Linked DNA regions of Mus musculus: region 1 is linked to region 2. The links are chromatin contacts, called in public Hi-C maps. All regions are on one chromosome and are shown on one strand. The core of a region is the stretch at or near the end of the contact, and the rest is flanking DNA. Distances in the headings are between cores, read along the strand shown.

Evidence for each region. Hi-C and Micro-C count contacts between places; a contact is called where the count stands out from the background.
Region 1: a contact with region 2 is called in a Hi-C map of the N1E-115 cell line, with 21 times the contacts expected there. The contact joins two enhancer-like sites.

Annotation. Positions count from the first base shown.
Region 1 is chr14:27,652,381-27,659,465 of GRCm38.p6, reverse strand. It overlaps Erc2 (ELKS/RAB6-interacting/CAST family member 2), which reads right to left. Exons shown (of 20, transcript NM_001347497.1): 2 at 5,983-6,779. The coding sequence starts at 6,639. Among named protein-coding and RNA genes, the nearest start is that of Erc2, 34 kb to the right of the region's middle. Within about 2 kb of position 5,300, at least 5 of the 459 cell types and tissues checked have an H3K27ac peak or open chromatin away from gene starts, as enhancers often do. A contact at or near this core is called in the N1E-115 cell line, where this site is marked.
Region 2 is chr14:27,178,250-27,185,545 of GRCm38.p6, reverse strand. It overlaps a transcript of Arhgef3 not described here. Among named protein-coding and RNA genes, the nearest start is that of Gm34848, 84 kb to the left of the region's middle. Within about 2 kb of position 2,060, at least 12 of the 459 cell types and tissues checked have an H3K27ac peak or open chromatin away from gene starts, as enhancers often do. A contact at or near this core is called in the N1E-115 cell line, where this site is marked.

The sequences.
Region 1 (7,085 bases), core at 4,051-6,550, 470 kb before region 2:
TACAGCTCATCAAATCTGGATACTCACAATCAAATGAGAATTTCAGAACAGGGTCAAATGACTCCTGTTAAAAGGGATCTGTAGCTACACAAATAAAACAAACATCAACAATAATAATGAGAAGGAGGATGAGGAGGAGGGCTAGCTTGTAGAATGCTTGTAGAATGCATGCACAAAGCCATGGATTTATCCCCAGCACTCCCTAAAACTGTCCGTGGTAGTGCATCCTTGTAACCCAAGCACTCAGAAGGGAATGCAGAAGGATGAGAGGTTCATGATCACCCTTACTCACATGGTGACTGCTGGGCTAGCCTGGGATATATGAGACCCTACCTGAAAGAAAGAAAGAAAGAAAGAAAGAGAGAAAGAAAGAAAGAAAGAAAGAAAAGAAAGCTAACAGAAATGTTACTTAGCCTCAGCTTTTCCAGTTCCCAGCTCCAAATAAGAATTAATAAGTAATATGTTGAATTTGGATCAAAAACACTTATTAATATTGATTTAGAGTCTTCTCCTTTCTGTAGTGTTTAGTCAGAAATAGAAACGATCCCATAACCATGCCTAAAAGCTGTGCCATGCTCCAGACAGGCTTACTTACACTTCTTGGGTTACAGGTTCCAATGACCTTGTCCCACTTCTTCTCAAGATGAGTAAATATTAAATCTAGTACAGGCTCCTAGTGTGCGATGCTATTTATACTCATGCAGAGCCTTGGCTAGCTACTCACAACCTAGGGAACGTCTAAAAATTGCTTTTCATATATCTAATTTGGAAAAGAGGTCATTAAAAGTACAAAGTTAATAGTTGTACAAAATTTCCAGGAATATGAAAAGCCAGTAACATCTGTGCACAAAATTGCTAGGTCTTACAAAATTCCCACTTCTAAGTGCTTCAAGCCAGGATCTTGTTCTATGGCCCACACTGGCCTTGAACCCAGATTCAAGCTAATCTTCCCTCACTGGATCAAGAGATGTGTGGTACTCCACCTAGCTTCTTACAAAGTTTCTGAAAACACATTTTCTACCATGTATTCTCTCTTTGATCACCACTATAGTAAACGGAGTGAAGATACAAAGACTGGAAAAACTAGCCAGGTGTTGGAATGCATGTCTATAATTCAAGCACTCAGAAAGCAGAGACAGGAAGATTGTTGCAAGTTTGAAGCCAATATGGTCTAACTGCCAGTTAGGGCTATATAGTAAGACTTTGTCTCAAAGGAAGGAAGGAAGAGAGGGAGGAAGGGATGGTAGGAGGGAGGAAGGAAGGGAGGAAGGAAGGAAGGAAGGAAGGAAGGAAGGAAGGAAGGAAGGGAAGAAGGAGAAAGGGGAAGAGAATAGAAAAATCTATTAATTTTTTTGAGAAACTGAGTCACTTGGTTTCCTTATAATAACATCCAATATATGCACCCTACCAACCACCACAAAACCCCCTACCCCACCCCTGTCAACAGCTACCACAAAAGACAGGCCATAAAAGACAATGGGGTTGTCTCAAGTAACAACTGAACATTCATTAACAATATTTTTAAGATTTTATTTTCATATTTATAAGTGGTTTGCCTGAATGTATTATGTGCATCATGTGAATGCCTGGTGCCCATGGAGGCCAGAAGATGGTATTAGGATCCCTGGAACTGGAGCTAAAGACAGTGTGATCCATGTGGTTGCTTGGGAATCAAACCCAGATTCTCTGCAAGAGCAGCTGGTATTCTTAACCACTGAGCCACCTCTCCAGTCTCTTATCATCACTATTTTAAACTCACCCTTCCCCAACTAAGTCTACTACAGTAATGATGAGAACATGAGCTGTGGATTCAGCCATCCCAAAGAACAGATTTCCCAGAATACAGGCACTCTGGCTTTTATACATAAAGCTAGCCCTGTACCTATGCATTCTTGACACCTATTAAGCTACCCTTGCCCACATACACTCTGGCTTATATACACTCAGCTAGCCCTGCACACATGCACTCTGGATTACACACATTAGGCTAGCCCTACATACATGCACTCTGGATTACACACATTAAGCTAGCCCTGCACACATGCACTCCGGGTTACACACATGACCCCAAACTTCAGGACTGCAACTCTCAGCAGCAGAAAATGTATCTATGCCCATGTACCCAGGAACCTGATCATCAATACTTTGCACCTAAGAAATCTGAGGCCACCTACCCACTGGCTCCTGAACTTTCTCTAATGTGCAGAGGGAGTATGGATCTCCTTAAATCCAGAGATGGAGTCATCTCCCATGGACAGAACCAAGATGACATCAAAATCAATCCCCTCTATAAACTGCACCTGAGGGCACATGTCTGTGCTGGTTGGAGGCAATGTTATAAAACCAGGAATGCCATAGAGAAGAGCACATGAGTTTCTTCATCTCCCTTCCATAATGGGTCTGCCTCTCATTTCTCTACACATAGCACAGTTCAAATTGTTTTAGATTCTACCATCCCTGGAAGAATGACATTTGCAGCTGCAGTTTCTAGTTGTTGTGCTTTAAAAATCACAGTTTTTTTTTTTAAAAAAACTAAGAGTTTTAGGTCCCTTTCTTCTATATAGAAAAAGGTGTCATATTTTCCCTTTTCCTATAAAAGGCAACATTACGTTCGAATAAGTAGCATTGATATTGTTCAAGTAAATGTTCCCCTAAATATTAAAGGCTTTGTCCCAAGGGTAATGCTACCGGGAGATGATGGGGCTGTGTAAGAGGTCCTCAGGTCACTGAAGCCAGGTCCTTGAAGGGGATTGTGAAACTCTAACTGAGCAGTTTCCTCTGCCACACACTACACCACTGCTATCCACCATGCCCATCAGAGGCCCAAATCAACAGCTCCACTATCTGTGACTGGAACTTCTCAGAATATGAATCAAAATAAACTTTCTCTTCTCCTAAGTTAAGGGGAAATTAGAAACCGCATCAAAACCACTTCTAGGGAAAATAAATTCCTAATTAAGAAAACTAAACCAAATTCTTAATTGTCCAATTGGAACTTGTCATTCTGTTGTCAAGCATGACCAGCAGTTTTTAATCTGTGGGTTGCGACCCCTTTGGCAAACCTCTGTCTTCAAAACTATTTACATGATGATTCATAACAGAAGCAAAATCAGTGATGAAGTAGCAACGAGAATAATTTTAGGGTTGGGAGTCACCACACCATGTATTACAGGGTCAGAGCATTAGGAAGGTTGGGAGCCACTGTGTTATAACATTCAGCTCAGTGCTCCCATTGGTCGGTAGCAACCACAAAGTTAAGAGCCAGACCAATGTTCTACTCATTACACGTGGCTCATTGTGTGCCCCTGAGAGATGGCTACTAGCTATGGCACAGGAAAATGGGAACGGCAACAGATTGTTCCCCAAACTCTATTTCCTCTATGCTCACACTTTTCAACTATTTGTTTGTTCGCCCCTTCTGTTTTCTTTGACACCTGTGACCAAGGCTAGCCTTAAACTTACTGCATGGCCAAGAGCAGCTTGTAACTCTTGAGTCTCCTGCCTCCACCTCCCATGTGCTAGGAATTTAGGCATTTGCCACCATGCCTGACCAGCCCTACTTTTATGACAAACCTAAAAACCTACAAATGCAATTACTAAACCATGCCTATGTCTTCTATCTCTCTCAGAGGAAAGGATGACACACCCACCCACATACACACTTCCTTCAGCTGTGTCAACCCTAGTCCAGAGAATTAAGGAGTCAATGTGGCATCTTCAGGAATTTCTTGCCCTGGAATAGCAATTCCTAAAGCCAGGCACCCAGATGCAGAAAGCCTGGGTCCCGTGTCACTATATATAAAAGATCACTTGACTTGCGTCATTCTTTAGGGAATAAAAATAAAAATCAGGGGCCAGGTGTGGTGGCACACACCTTTAATCCCAGAACTCAAGAATCAGACAGGTGGATCTCTGAGTTCAAAGCCAGTCTGATCTGTCTGATCAGTCTGGTCAATGTGGTGAATTCTAGGCCAGCTCGGGTTACAAAATGAGATGCTGGAAAGAAAGGAAGAAAAGAGGGCAGGGGAGGGGGGATCTAGGCAGTAAGCCACTGAGATTTGAAGTCTGCTGTCACTCCAGAAGAGCCTACCCTATCCTGAGCAAGAGGGATACATATATCTGTAAATATACTTCTAAGAGGTAGTAAAAGGGTTTCCACTTTAAAAAAAAAGTTAATGTTTTATTCTTTACCTTGGAATAACACAGATCAGGAGTTTTAATATGCTTTTTACTAAAAACAAACAAACAAACAAGAATGTCATTAAAATTTACCTCATTGTATTTATTTTACTTTGTCTCATCCATATTTTTTTGTGATTATCAAAGAAGACACATAACACAGTGACACTGTGGCATACCATAATTTACAAATAAATAAATTTGCATGCATAAATGCGGATTGGCGCTCAAACATAAATTCAGTGACAGAAGCGGAGGATGAAAGTCGTCTGAGAGCTGACAGCAGAGGCCACCCCTCAAGCTTCCTATCACTGCTTTCATCGCGGCTAAACTGCTCTGACTGCTTAAAAAAGCAAGCTGCAGAGAGGAGACAAACAAGACAGAGCAGGAGGAACGTTAGAGCAGCAAGTTCACGAGGAGTTCATGAGCAGGCAAATCAGAACACAGCTGAAACAGTGGTGGAGAACGTTAATTTGATTTAAGGATAAAGAGATTTCTGTTCCAAACAATCCCATTTTCCACATCTGAGAAGCAGCACGGGCTCTGCCAGACAGAGATAAGGCAACTGCTCGTAACTCGAGGAGAGCCAATGAGAACAGATCTTTGTCATAAATGTGACCACAGGTACTTAGCTCCAAAGCACTTGTAGTCAGAAAATCCGATGGAAGGGTCAGCGGGCTGACCCCCACCAAAAGGTAGAGTATAACATGGGCTGATAGCAAAACCTGTCAAAGAGTCATTCGTTCAGCCAAGCTGGTATTAGCTCAGATTTCTATCAGAAAGTGAAATACTTCCAGGGAGGTTCATGAGCCAAATGGTACGGCAGCCTCCATACCCCCTTAGCTCTCCCTCACCTCCAGGAAGCAACTGAGATTTAAGCATAGGTAATCAGATTCATAGGTGCTAGTAAAGTGCTCTCTGTGTAAGACGGGGCCTCAGATCGCTGGGGACATGGAAAGTGGGGCTGAGAAGGAAATGAGTGTTGGAGGAGCTAACAATGGGGAGGAAGAGGAGGAACGACCGTGGCAAGGCAAATCTTGCCACACTAAGGATGGAGCAGGTAGCTCAGATGTGGAAGGATGTGGTACAAGACGAGACTGGCCCAGGTCTTCCAGTAGAAGGTGCTGTAGGCTCAGTTAAGGATATATGTGTGCTGCCTTCTGGAGAGAATGAGCATTAAGGGAAGGGGGTGGGGGGCTGTAAGAAGGGAAGCACCATATTCAGAAGACCCTGAGAAGCTAATCTCACTAACTTTTCTATAATATAGAAGATGGCTCAAAGATGAAGAAGGTCCTTTGCACACAGTAGATTAATACTGAATGGATAAAGACCAAGTTAAGGTGAGCTGGGTTTCCCTTGCATGGTCTGAAACCCATTCATCCCAGTCCCACTCCTTACTGTTGACTTAGCTACTTAGAGAACTACTTGCTCTGAGAAACAATGCTGGTTCAACAGCAGGAAAAATAAACAGACAATAAAAATTCACCACTCAAGTTTTAATGTGAAGTATTTACTCTTGCAGAGATTAGCATTTTCGTCTTCTATGCTGAGGGAGGAACATCTGAACTGCTGTTGCAAGTGCTGAAAAAGAGAACAAAATTAACCACATACAAATGTTGGCTATGAGGATGGCTCTCCTCCCCAAGTCTGCAACTAGGTGGAAAGGCTACCGGAACAAGAGAACCAATCAATACGACATATGTATTACGCTGTAACCTTCCATGTGGTGCCCAACCTCCTCGGTACACAGTAAATCTGGAGCCACCTGCAAATCTGAGAACACTGGGGCAGGTCAGAACCTACCTGGTTTTCTTCGTGAGAAACCCTCATCTGCTCCTTGAGGACAGACATGCGAGCTGCCTCCTCTTTCCTCAAGACTCTCTCCTTCTTCAGCTCAGGACTCCAGAAAGTCTTGATGCTGTTCATGGAAGACCCCAGTTTGCTGTCCTTAATGTCAAGCTCCTTGCGTAGGAGGTCATTCTCTCTCTGCAGCTCTTTGAGCTGGGCTTGAAGATCCAACATCGTGCTGTCTCTTACCTGCCTCAACATGGAGGGCACCTGGTGGTGGTGGTGGTGGGATGAGCCGCTCAGCCCTCCATGTTGATCCGTATAGGAAAGGACATCCGTGTGGGAAAGTCCAGCGGAAGCAATGTTGGGACTACTCCCCATGGCTGTGACCCGGCCTCCATACACCGCTCGATTTGTCGCCCTGCCCAGAGTCATGGTTCCCTTTGGGTAAGTTGTCGATGCCACCCCTTCATGGTCACTCAAGTACATGGGTCCAGACGTAGCATAGGCTGCATTAAGGGACTGGATATTCTCCATAGACAGAGTCTTGCCTGTCCCTCCCCCTCCCCCACTGCTTGTTCTTCGGTGGCCCAAACGAGGAGACCTTGGCAGACGTGGTGACCTGGAAGGGCTGCCTTCCAGATTGCTGATTGTTCTTGCGCTCCCGTACATTTTTCTTCTGTGATGTGGTGCTACTGAAGAGAAGAAATGCTAGGCCACGTGAGGGCTTAAGCCAATGTTCCCTTCACAGACTAGAATTCTCAGCACATTCTTTGTGAAGTCTGTACCAGGAAATGACTCCACTCAGAGATCTGCAAAATGATAAAAGGGATAATTAAGAATAAACTTCTTTAGAATTCTATGATTGCATTGCATCTTAAATATATATTAATAGAAGTAGTAAAATGCCCTCCTAGAAAATACAAGGTCCTGGGTTCAATTCCCAGCATTGGAAAAAAAACCCATCTAGATAGATAGATAGATAGATAGACGGATGAAGTAGTCCATATATTTGTAATAATACTGAAACATTTATTACTACAAGTAAATATTTAAAATAAATCTTCCCACTTTGCCCTCTAAGTCAAAAGTTATCAAAAGCAAAAATTATTTTTCCC
Region 2 (7,296 bases), core at 811-3,310:
CTGAGCATAGGCATGTATGCAGTAATTCACTGCCCTCTGTTTGACTGCGGATGGAACATGACCAGTGTGCTCCAAGTATCTACCACCTTAACATCCCTACAATAATGGCCAGAACTTAGAACTGGGAGCCAAATAAACCCTCCCTCCCTCCCTTCCTTTAAGGTGTGGTTGTCAGTGTTATATCATAGCAACAGGAAACAACACTAAGATTAACTTTACTTGATTCATTGTTTGCTTTTGGTTTGTTCCCAGACTCTGCACAGTTAGGCTATCAACTTACAAAGCATAGACACACAGCAAAATAATTTTTCAGGCCTAGCCTCAAAGGTCAGTTTTACTGTCCTAAATGAACTAGCATGGTTTATATCCAAGTTTGTATTTAATATAGTCTTCCCTTTTCTGTAGTATCTTCTGGTATTATATATGTATGTATATTTTTATATATGATACAAACATACATAAATTTGTGTATGTGTGTGTGTGTGTGTATATATATGTCTGTGCGTGTCTGTGTATCTGTGTTCATTCCTTGGTCATCCTTAAAATAAGATTCTCATCCTCACCCTGTTACTTTTTGCTGAGTTAAACAAATTTTTTACCTGGGTTAAATGTATATATTTGGTCAACAGACCAAATAAAATGAATCTTCACATGACACGATTGAAATGTAAAGTACTTCAGGCATGGAGAGAGGCACCCCAGCCTGATACGGCATGTGCAAACATCCTGTGGCAGCGAGTGGGACATGCTGGAGAGAAGGTTGGGTCATGTGAACTTGAACACCTATAACCAGGGTCTTTACAGCAGCTTCTGTGCCAATACCACACCATGATTATAGAGTCAAGTACCCCCATCTGCCCCAGCCACATTCAGCAGCCGTGTCCTACCAAACAGATTCGGCCTCACGGGGTAGGGTAAAGACTGTGGCACTCAGATAATGAGGCTGTAATTCCATGCCAACCAATGACAAGGAAAGGCGTGGTAAGCAGGCAATATAACCAGGATTCTGTCAGGAAAAGAGGAACTCACCGGTTCTGGTATGTGCGTGGTTCTATGATGGACCCTGACCCGAAGAGAGTTAACCAAAAGAGTTACTTACAGTAAACATCCATTGAAACTGTCACTTGTGTATCAAGACTGATGCCTACCTGTTGAAAATTGACATCTATCTATTGACACTGAAATCCATCTATTGAAATTGATGGCTATCAACCATCTTAAAAGCTTTGTTTTTAAGAGTCTAGTTGTAGAAAAACAAGTGTTTCTCTGATTGTTCCAGGAAGGGCAACGAGCTCCAGCAGCCACCTCACCGCTTTCCCTCACGAGGAAGCCTCACTTTCCCCTTATCAGATGTCTCGATTCTCTCAGGACAGGGATGCCACACAGACAGGGAATTTCTCCTCCCTTTACCTTTGGATTTATAATGATGAACAGGATACTACCATCGTCCCCAGCCCAGAACCACAGAGAGGAGACACCCTACAAACGCTGGGGTGAGAGGGGCAATGTCGGCGCTCTGCTTAGCCCTGGGAATGCTGGGGCGTTGCGCATCAGAGCAGTGGCAGATGCTAAAACATACAACCAGAAACCGGCAGAATTCATTGCAACATTCTTTGGATGCACGGCTTCCCCTCTGGGAACGGCCTGGGTGGCCAATACGTGATCAAGCACTGTGGCATCTCTGTGGTACCTTGCATGTAAGAAGATAGCCATGAAGAGTAGTGAATTCAAAGTTGGTATTCAAAAGTCGGTCACCAGGGGGCAGGAGAGAGTAAAATTTCATAGCATGGCTTTTGAATTTGAGACTCTGATGAGAGTTTAGAAGAAGCCAAGATTAAACACAAAGACCTCCAGATAAAAATCTGGTTAAAAACCAACATATCTGAGCCTCCTTTAGTCCAGGCATTGAAGACTCTTTTTTTTTTTTTAATGGAAACGGGTCATGCAGACGGGCTAACATTGATCTTTATCAATCATTAACCGCCTCCCACACCTGCAGAGAAGCAATTCTGCAACTGAGTTACCAGAGGATAGGAAGATGAGGGCTCCAGCTCCTCTCCCATTCACATCATCCCTCCTCGTCCCCAGTTGCAGATCTACAAATATGGAACATCTGCATCATCCGCCTGCAGGGCTCTAGCCTCCACAGAGACCTGCCCTCCCACACTTCTGCATCTGCTTCTCTTCAAACCCCCTCCTCCCCACGGAGCCCCCCTCATAATCTATCAGCTTCTGGTCCTCTGCTTTAGCCACGCCTCTCCCTCACTCTTATACCGTACTGCAACCCTCCACAGTACTGGGATCTGTGTAGGTCTGAAGTTCCTATACTGGAGACTAGTCCCTAGAGTGTGGCGCGCCAGGGTTGGGCCTCAGAGAGGCCATCAGGCCACAAGGCAGCTCCCTTAAGAGACAGATCCGTGCCCTTATGAAACAGACCCCCTGGAGAGCTGCCTTCCTTCCCCAGCATGGAGGGTACAAGGAGTCAGGAAATGGGGGTGCCTCCAGATGGCAGAAGCAGTACCTTTAAAGGAAATAGTCAAGTGGAGTGAGTGGTACACGCCGGCAGCTTCAGCACTTAAGTCTGAGGAAGGAGGACCAGCTAAAGATGGGCAGCCTGGGCTATCATAGAAAGCTAAAGGCAAAAGCGGCAAAAGGCAGTCCCTACAACTTGGGGGAGGGACAGGGCCAGAAGGTCCGCTCTGCAGGGCTCCAGACAGGGTTGGCTCCACACAGCTACCCCAGGCAGGACCACAGGAACTCAGAGTCTGTGAGCTTTAACTCTATCCCCAGATGCCCCTGGCTGATTCAACAGAGAGGCAGCATGAGATGAAAGGAAGGAGGTCACTCCTCCCTTCAGCCCCAGAAGGGAGATCAGAAGATCAGAGGGTTTTATTTGTTCAATGTCCCAGAGTCTCTGAGTTCTAACTTTAAAATTCCATGGCAACACAGGGGCCTATAAAACATCCATGATACCGCCGGGTGTGGTGACACACACCTACCATGTCAGCACTTAGGAAGCTGAGACAGGATGGGTTTGGTTTGGGCCAACCTGAGCTACATGGTGAGACCCAGAGCGAAGGGAGCTGTGCGCAAGCTCTTCTAGCCCTGGCTTGCTCACACTCAGCCTGAGATGGAAGAAAAAGAAGTGAACCTTGGTGTTCTGACGAAAGAGGACGCACAGCATGACTCAGTTTCTGACTGGTCAGTAACGCTGCAAGCCACTGCTGTCTTCTGCAGTTTCCCCAGTCAGCAGAGGCTTTATAAACACAGTCAAAAAAACAACCACCCTTCCTGTGAGCCACATGACAGAAGGGGCCCCTCGGCACACAGTCAAGAGCTCACGCCAGCGGGACTGACCCCGTCTGGCAAGGATGCCTTAGTACTGATACCCGGTACCGTTCAGTATTTATAAACATTAACCCTCACTGAGAGTCACCTCTTCTGACCCCACCAGCCAGGACACAGGCTCCCGTGTGGTCAAGTGCTGCTCTCCTGGCCTTGGAGACCCAGAGGAAGTAAACAAGGCTATGCTCAGGAATCTTGGGGACCACGACCAAGCTGCAGTCAGCAAGCTGTTGGTGTTTTCTTGGTATGGATTTTAGTTCAGACTGTCTCAAGGAACAGGCAGTTAAATGAGCTCCATCGTTCCACACGTAGGAGAAATGACCACTTGGAAACCCACGGGAAGTTATGCCCCCTTGGAATTCAGAGTCCTCTCTGCCTCAGGGGACAGCAGGGTAGAGATCCCACAGCGAACTTCAAGGGCACTTGTTGGGGAAGGCCCCGAACTCTGGTGACAGCAGTCTTAGTTCTTGTCCACTCCTGACTGAAGCGTCATGCTCTCGAGCACAGATCATTCCTGCCCACTTATCAAATCACTGTAAAAAACCACAGCTAAGGAACGCTACATCTGTCCTAGCTTCATTTCCGTTGCTGCTCTAAAACATCCTAATAAAAAGCAATTAGGGGAGGGAGGACCGGTTTATTTTGGCCCACAGTTCCAGGTTACAGTGCACCGCAGCAGGAACTTGTATCAGCAGTTCATATCACAGAGCAGAGGGATGAACGTGTACAAAATGAATGCCTATATGTTTCCTACTCATAGTCTAGCAGCCAAACGCAGGGAATGGAGCCACCCACAGTGGGCTGGGTCATTCCTCCTCAATTATCATAGGCAAGACCATCCCCCCACATACATGCCCATAGGCTAACGTGATCTAGACAATCCCTCAGTGAGACTCTTCCCAGGTGATTGCAGAGTGTGTCAAGAGTTGACAATAAAAACCAGTCCATCCCATTATCTCATTGTGAGCACATACCCCTGTGGTAAGAAGGAAAAAAATGTAAATACTTTCTAATGAGGTTATCCTTCTACTAGTTTAGCTAGAAACACCAGGCCTTTGCTTTCTCTAATGTCTTTGTATACATGTGTGCCCACAAGGTACTAGAATCAAACCAAGGTCTTATGCATATAACGCAAGGGCTCTGTCATCGAGCTATATCCCTAAACCCCAGTTCTTCACCAAAGAGAAAGTAATAGCATGCAATTATTACAACGAAAAGATCACTATCCACAGACATCTTAACCCCTAGTGAACAGACTTCATTTTGCTCCAGGGGCTTGAATCCTGACTTTAATACATTAGTTGTGAGACCTCAGTCAAGGATTTAACCACCCTGAACTTTTTGCTTCCTAGGCCATAAAGTACAACTCACAGCAATGTCTGCATCATACGGTGGCCGTGAGATGATGAGAAAAGTTGTCACGTGTCCCCATCGTCTGGTGTGTGGTAAGTGAACCCAAGATATTACCCACATGGTTACAATGTTATCATCAACTACAAAGCAAGCCCCTCGAGTTTCTTTAGCAATGGCTTCTAGAAGCATTGCATCCAGCACCTCTTTTGTTAAAGAAGACACTGCACACAGCCAGCATACATCAGGTTCCACAAAAGATGGGCCTTTCGAGGAGGTGGTAGCACACACCTTTAATTCCATCCTGCACTTGGAAGGCAGAGGCAGATGGATTTCTGTGAGCTCGAGGCCAACCTGGTCTAACAGATCAACTAGGACAGCCAGGGCTACACAGAAAAACCTAGTCTTGCAAAACAAAACAAAACAAAACAAAACAAAACAAAACAAAACAAAACAAAGCTGGGCCTTCCCTGAGTCTAGGGACAAGCACCCACAGCACGCACTCCTCCCCACTCCTCCCTCAGTACGGCAGTCTGGACTCCTCCCACATGGGCATGAGCAACACAGAAGGCCCCTGCAGGTGAGTCCTATGGACAGAGCCGCAGTGAGTGATATATTTTGAACCATTAGCCATATTGACACACAGGTCTTCACTGCTCTCTAAAGCTTCATGTTTGGATAGGGGAGCTGTTTACCTCCGCATTCTCTCACAATGACAGACTCACGGTTTCTCACTGTCAGAACAGACGCTGTGACAGGAGCCACCCCTGTCCTGGCCTGGGGACCTGAGCCAGGGCTGTAGATGACAGTGCCTGATGCTTCCCTTCGTCCTCAGCAGCAGTGTGCTCCTAGGTGGTGATTGAATGTTCTTGGCGCCGCAGTTCCCTCTATTGCTACAGGAGGACACAGTCCCCTCTTCTGGCCAAACATGTAAGCTGAAAGGGATCCCAGAGTCTCTTGACTCTGGGCTGGTCCCTTTGTCCTTGCTGGAACATGGACATGAGGGTAGAGATGAGCAGCCATAGTAGAAAGGAAAGGACAAAGTTCATCGAGAAGATGGCAGAGTGTGGGAAAAGGTGGAAAGGCAGTTGTTAGGGTATTAAGTACACAAACGTCTTCCTACCATTCAATATGACATATACATCATACTACAAAGGAACAGAAATCATTCCCCCCAAAAAGATGAGTTAAGTCTTGTCTTAAATCCTAAAACTCAAAGTCAGAGTCCTCATTAACTATAAGGGTTTTCTTCCTACCCATAAGCATTCCCTGTGTATGCCAGCATCTTTGAGTGCTCTTTGAGATAAAATAATGACAGTAGCCCACATGTTTAACCGCAGCACTCAGGAGGTAGAGGCAGGCTGGTCTCTAGGAGTTCAAGGTTTATCTCGAGTATATAGTAAGTTCCAAGCCAGCCAAGGCTACGTGGTGAGACCCTAACTCAAAAGAGAGAGAGAAAGAGAAGAGGGAGGACAAAGAAGGGGGGGGAGAGAAAGGAGGGCAGGATTAAAGACAATGGTCACAAGATGCTGAGGGTTTACTCTAGGCCCCTACACGTAGTACTGTAGTTAAACAAGAAGACTCATTCTGTTATGTAGGGAGACTCCTTAACAGCAAGTAGCCTAGCAACCACAATGCCCAGGGAGTGGCAGGGCCAGGATCTAAACCAACTCCATCCCCATCCCTATCCCTACCCTCGCCAATGGAGGCTGTGAGCCTAACACTCAAGGGACCATGCTGGAGTACAGGTGTCCACTATCCACAGACCATGTGTCTTCTGCCTTGCCTGGAGAAGGAAGGTTACAGGTGAGATCAGTAAGGACCTTGCATCTGATGGGTGGGACCCGGGGATCACAGGTACTGTCTGAAGTGGGAAGGGTAGCAGCAGAGGTGTAGCAATGGACACCGAGTAAACTGGTGCTCGGGAGAGACCTCCAGTCTTGAAGAGTGGAACCCACAGAGGGTGGAACACGCAAGGCCGTGATGGACATGCCCCAGCGCCTCCAACGGGAACCAGATTTGCTCACATCTGGATCAGCCCCACAGCTGACTGCAGACTGCTCAACTCCAAAACTGTGCAAGAAGCAGCACATGTTTAAGCCATGGGCTGGCTGTTTGCCACGGAAACCCTGGAAACAGAACTGTTGTTGCCAACGGCCCAAGTCCTCACCCTCCATCGCTTGTTAGTCCAGGGAGGAGGACAGTCTGCTTCCACAGATCACAAAAGGGCCCTGACAGCGTGCTGGGAAACCTGGAGAAAGGTCCCTAACTGTGGCAGCAAAACATCTTCAAAGTCCAAGGAGACCATCATAGGCTGGGGCCGCTTAATGGGTTTCTCAACACACTGGCTTTCTAAGGGACCCACCCTGATAATGTTTCCTCGAGTGTGAGGGACAAGGCCCTTTGTAAGGGAAGAGGTGACACCCTCCAAGCTTCCTTCCTGAAATATCATGGTATCCGGATTGACCAGTGGGTTCCTCCCAGGCTCTTCAGATGGGCCCTGTGCCTCAGACAGCTGATGCCTGACATTTCCCCTGGCTACAGCCAGGCCCATACACAGATGACCATGGGAGGAAATAGTGTGTCCAGCTTACAGATTTT